2 separate regions of the Sus scrofa genome follow, and region 2 is linked to region 1. A link is a contact called in public HiChIP or PLAC-seq data. All regions are on one chromosome and are shown on one strand. The core of a region is the stretch at or near the end of the contact, and the rest is flanking DNA. Distances in the headings are between cores, read along the strand shown.

The links. HiChIP or PLAC-seq counts read pairs in DNA pulled down with a chosen protein or histone mark.
Region 2: a contact with region 1 is called in an H3K27ac HiChIP or PLAC-seq map of skeletal muscle. The contact joins two enhancer-like sites. A contact is called at or near these places in 1 of 47 Hi-C or Micro-C datasets (embryonic fibroblasts) and 1 of 2 datasets of contacts at active chromatin or transcription factors (skeletal muscle).

What each region holds. Positions count from the first base shown.
Region 1 is chr1:114,447,851-114,450,550 of Sscrofa11.1, forward strand. It overlaps CGNL1 (cingulin-like protein 1), which reads right to left. Exons shown (of 19, transcript XM_021094667.1): 12 at 1,875-2,045. Among named protein-coding and RNA genes, the nearest start is that of MYZAP, 63 kb to the left of the region's middle. Within about 2 kb of position 1,416, at least 12 of the 83 cell types and tissues checked have an H3K27ac peak or open chromatin away from gene starts, as enhancers often do. A contact at or near this core is called in skeletal muscle, where this site is marked.
Region 2 is chr1:114,667,760-114,670,459 of Sscrofa11.1, forward strand. No RefSeq gene overlaps it. Among named protein-coding and RNA genes, the nearest start is that of CGNL1, 41 kb to the left of the region's middle. Within about 2 kb of position 1,407, at least 18 of the 83 cell types and tissues checked have an H3K27ac peak or open chromatin away from gene starts, as enhancers often do. A contact at or near this core is called in skeletal muscle, where this site is marked.

The sequences.
Region 1 (2,700 bases), core at 166-2,665:
GGTGCCTGTTTCTGACATTCAAATAGAGGAAGTATCTCACAGGGCCATGCCACTGAGAAAAATCTAGGAAGCACCATCTTTGTTGTCATCATAAGGAACCCTGTTATTGGAATTATTGCCCTTTTATAAACAACACTGGTCTCTATCTGGCCTTAACTAATCTCTCTGGATCTCAGTCTCTTTGCCGAAGTAGAGGATCACCAAGGTCCCTTCCAATCCAAAGATTTTAGCAGAGTAGCCATTATACACAAACCAGGGGGAACACTTTACAGAGGTTACCATGACACTGATTTTCTGGAATCAAAACTGCATCCCAGGAGTTCCCGTCGTGGCGCAGTGGTTAACGAATCCGACTACAAACCATGAGGTTGCGGGTTCGGTCCCTGCCCTTGCTCAGTGGGTTAACGATCCGGTGTTGTCTTGAGCTGTGGTGTAGGTTGCAGACTCAGCTCGGATCCTGCGTTGCTGTGGCTCTGGCGTAGGCCAGTGGCTACAGCTCCAATTCGACCCCTAGCCTGGGAATCTCCATATGCCGTGGGAGCGGCCCAAGAAATAGCAAAAAGACAAACAAAAACAAAAAAAAAACAAAAAAAAAACAAAAACAAACAAACAAACAAAACAAAACAAAAAAAACTGCATCCCAGGTCTTTGTTGGTGTTCTGGCCAATTCCTGGATCCTTCTGCCCAGTTGCCACCGAAATAAAAATGATCATTTTTTTCAATGACGAAGATAACCGTGATGTCCATATGCTAATTTCAGTTCTTACTTGGAGTCCTGTATCCTAAGACCCTGAACCGCAAAGGATCTGTTCTCAGGGTCCTTTCACAAGGGTTCTACAAGCCTGTAATAAACATCCATTGTTCTTTCACACAGTTTCAGCGCTGACTCATGGGCGACTTTTCTTTGATCATCAAAGATATTAAAAGTTTGTTTTTAAAGCAAAATTTGTTTTCCTGTGGAATTTTGGTGCTTTGGGCACTACTTACCAAAAAAAAAAAAAAAAAAAAAAAAAAAAAAAAAAAAAAAAAGCAAGCTTTACAACAAAACAAACAAACCCCCTACTATTAGTGTCCAGGATATACAGACCCTCTGCCATAGTCTCACGTGTTACCTCATTTAACTATTACATTGTTATTATTCTGTATACTTTTAAAGAGGTAGAAACAGATGTTCAGAGATTTGGAGTAACTGGCTCAAGATCATCCAGCTGCTAAGAGTCACAGCTAGAAATCAGAACACACTGTACTTGCATTTTAGAGCCTTCAACTTTTCGTTAAAATAATCAAAAACATTCCCTTTATTTTTCTCAGTGCTTTAGAAATCAAGACTAAAGGGAGTGAACATTGGGGTTACTTGGCTCTTGCATTCTTAAATACAGTCCAAAGTTACTGTTTTAATCATTTTGATACTCATAAATTCCTGAAGATTTCTTTTTGTCTCCATTATTGTTGTCTTGAAACTCTTAACCACCACTCCTATTCCAACAAAAGCTTGTACAATTTTAAATGAATGGCCAAAAAACACCTGGCTACTATAATCCCAGTTCTAGGATTAAATTAAAACACTAACACATATAAGTTATTTCGACACAGCTAGGCACACCACTGGTGCTCATAAATGCAGCTGGACTTTTTAGGCAGAAAATCTTGGATTAATCATGAAAACGGTCAAGCTAAAGTTGTGTTAATTTCATCTCAGAGGTCCCAGGTCCTTTGTGTCTTAGAATGCCATCTGCCCCCACGTAACCATCCTGAGAACTAAGCACCAACTCTATCCTAAAAATCTACCCTAAGCCTCTCCTGAGGAGTTTCAAGGCAGTCTTGAAGGATATTTTGAACAGAGGGAAACCAGGAATGAGCTGGCCAGGCATTACCTCATCCTGCATTTTCACGGCATTCAGACGGGACTTTTCAGCCTCCAGAGTTTTCTCTTTCAACTGCCTTTGCATTTCTGCAAGCTCCCTGCGATTTTTCTCTTTGTACTCATCCAGCTGGTTCTGGAGCTCCAGTGTTGATGTGCGGGACACCTCGACAATATCAGCCATCTGGAAGAAGTGACACAGGGGGAGCCCACCCTGTGATGCTCTACCTGGGGCCAGGGAGCTAGGTTTGGGTCCCATCTCAACACTACCCCACCCCCTCCAAAGAGTTCACAGCACCTGGTCACGGTCTTCCCTGGGTTAGTCACCTCTAACCTGGAAGCAGGCTGCAGGTGTAGACAAGCACATCCTCTGGATCTGGATCCACAGTCCTAGGCCATATCCTTGCTCTGCCACTGCCTAGCTGTTAGACTGAGGCAGTACCTACCTTCTCTGGGCCCTTGCAGTGTACTCCTTAAAAGCACTGAAGCCAGACTCTATACCTGGCAGGATTGTTGTCAGTATTACAACAATACAGAGACAGAATTCCAGTCAGACAAAATAGCTGGTAAAGTGACTGGCACACAGCAGTTGTCAGCAAAGGGCAGGTACTCAGGACGGCTCCTAGAAGGTGGGGAGCCCATCAGTTCTGGGCCTTTCCCCTTCTGCATGTTTTAGGGCAGAGGTGAGCAGAGGCAGAAATGACGGGGCTTTAAAAAACTGCATTTCATACTCCTGGACATGAAAAATAGGCACAAATGCACAGATTACACAAAGGGCAGAGCTTCTGATTCAGGTAACATCCGTAAAGTCTGCACTGACATGCCAGGCTTCTCTGAGT
Region 2 (2,700 bases), core at 157-2,656, 220 kb after region 1:
ATATGGTTGTTTCTCTGGTTCAAGCACTTTGTTACGGCAGCCCCAACAGACTAACCCAGTGGGGACGTAACCAAGTAGATGCGGAAGAGGTTGTCAGAAGCCCTGAGAAGGCCCAGGCTGAGGGCCCCTGGGAAGGGGTGGGCTGCAGGCAGAGGGGGATCGGCTGCCTGGGGGCAGATGTGGGAACCCGAGGAGGACCAGCTTGGAAGGCAGAACAGGGATTCCAGAGCCTTCAGCTGAGGGAGGGCCAGTGGAGGGACGAGCATGCCCTCTCCACCCACCAACACCCACTGTTCCAAAGGGGGTCGGATCTCTAACTACCAGAAACACGAGGGAACAGCCAAAAGTACACGAGACCCATTTCCTAAGACATGAAATGCAAGCCAAGGTTCTGTTTGTTCTCTGACAATGTAAACATCACACATTTTTATTAGGAGAGAAAACAAAAAGCCAAGAATCCACATGAGACTCTCTGGAGAGAATCCTGTCACTGCCACATCCACGCAATCTGGCCTTCGCTGGCATCTTAGTCCCGCTGGCCGTCAGATGGCTGCCCAGACAGCCGGTCACATCCAGAGCTGCATGAGGACTTGGGTGGGCCCTTTTCACTCTCAAAATAATTCTGCAGTTATTTTTACGACTGTGTTGAAAAAACACAGACAAAGATGAAGACGTTAGTACTGTAAACAAAAACATTGTCTTCTACCTAAAAGTTAATTTTTCCCTTCTGGTTTTACAAGAAATGGGAACATTTCCATGGGCCCCTTCAGTGTGGAGACATCCTGGGTGAGGGGGCCCTGGTCCTGATGTTAGCAGCCCCTCGGCCAGCCCAGAGGCCACACAGGCTGGGCAGGAGGGTGGGGGCGAAGGGTTCTGGCCCCAGGAAGATGGAAAACCAGGCTTGGTTCCAGGCAGAAGGAGGCAGGGAGTAAGGCACAAGGGCCGGAGCCAGGCACATCACTGGACCTTGGTTGGTCCCCAGAGGAGCCAGGAGAGAATGGAGGACAGGAGAACAGGAAGGAGAATGGGGGAGACCTGCGGGGATGGCACCTTGAGGCTGCCTGGCTTGTCCTCCTCACCCAGGGGTCTCAGATCTCCCATTACCAAGGGCCAGGCTGGCGCAGAGCCTGGGGTCTGGCAGAAAGCTGGGTCAGGTGGCCTGGGGTGGGCCCACCAAGCAGAATGCAGGGTGCAGGAGATACGCTAGGCTCTGCAGGTTGTAGTCGGGCAGGCATGGCTTGCATCTTACCCTGTTTCTTCCACAATCCCCAGCAGAATGCGGCCTGCAGACAACCGAGAGAAGTTCTTTTTAATTGATGGTTGGGCACTCTTTGCTGTGAACCCTACCAGCCACCTCACTGAACCCTCTGTCCAAGGATCACAACCATTTCTAGCAGCAGGGGGCGCCCCAGCGCTGGAAGTTAAAGGTGGGCTGGGCCAGCGTGCGAGCCCGGGGGCTTGGGTGACCAGAGGACGGAGGGGCCCCGGTGGCCAGAGGACTGGGAAGCTGGGCTATACTCGGGGCGGAGGCAGCCGCCCACAGCGGCAGTTTAGCGCTAGAAAGAGCCCTCCCGGGAAGAAGTCCAGTTTGAAAAATAAATCTCATGTTAAGAATCATTCATCACTCCCACCCCAACTCCACCTCAGAAAAGCCCTTTCCTGTCTCGAGATCTCCCTCCCCAGACTCTGTGCCTCCTCCCGAAGGGCAAAGAGAACAGCCTGGGTCCAGGAAGACACACGTTGAGGTCCTGAGTGATTGGGCCGAAGGTCTAAGCTACCCTCTCCTCTGAAGGCCATGAGTCGCAAGAGCCCCTCCAATCACACCTTTGTCTAAAACAGGAAGGAAAGAGAAGGATATGAGCCCCCCTTGCAGGGCCAGTGGAGACCTTCCGAGGGTGGCACAAGGTCGCCCCGCCCCCGCCCAAAGGATCTTATTTGTAATTAAAACAAACGTGGCTTATTTCAGCAGCTGAGAACAAACAGGAGGTGGGACCAGTCAGCTGAGGAGAAAGCAGGACAAACAGAGAACAGCCAGGCAGAACAGTATGGCCACAGCCTTTTGGATACCGTACATGCTGACAAGCTCCTGAGGATGCCCAGGCTCTGCAAGAATACTAAGATTTCGGCATTTGCTTTGAAAGCACAGTAAGAAGTCCGCAGCTAGGCTGGGTCAGGCAAAGTGCGGTGGCAGAGAGAGAAGTTGGGGTGAGTGCCTAGTTCCCATCTCCCCCCAACTTCCTCACAGTTCACACGGACAGAATAGGAAGCTCAGACAAGTTAAGTAACTTGCTCAGGGTTACACAGCAATTGGGCAAAAAAACCTGGACTACAAGACCCAAATAATGGGACTCTCTGTTCAGTGTTCTTCGTGTAGGTCTCCGTGGATGCCTAAGAACATCCACTGATGTTACTGAGAGCTCTCTGTGTTGGGCGCTGCTCTGGTCTTGGTCTCCTGAGTGGTTTTGTCTCTCAGATATTTGATTCTTACCATATTTCCTCATCTTTCACCAACATCCAGTCCATACACAACACCAGTGGTTTTCTCCATCTGACCAGATGCCACTCGGCCAGCAAGGCTGTGCCTTCACTGAGTTCTGGGGGTTGCGTCTCCAGACCTCCCCTCATCCGCCCCACTTTCAGGAGCAGCAGAAATCAGCCTGACACCAGCTTGGCCCCAGACCACCTCTCTCAGGGGCCTTC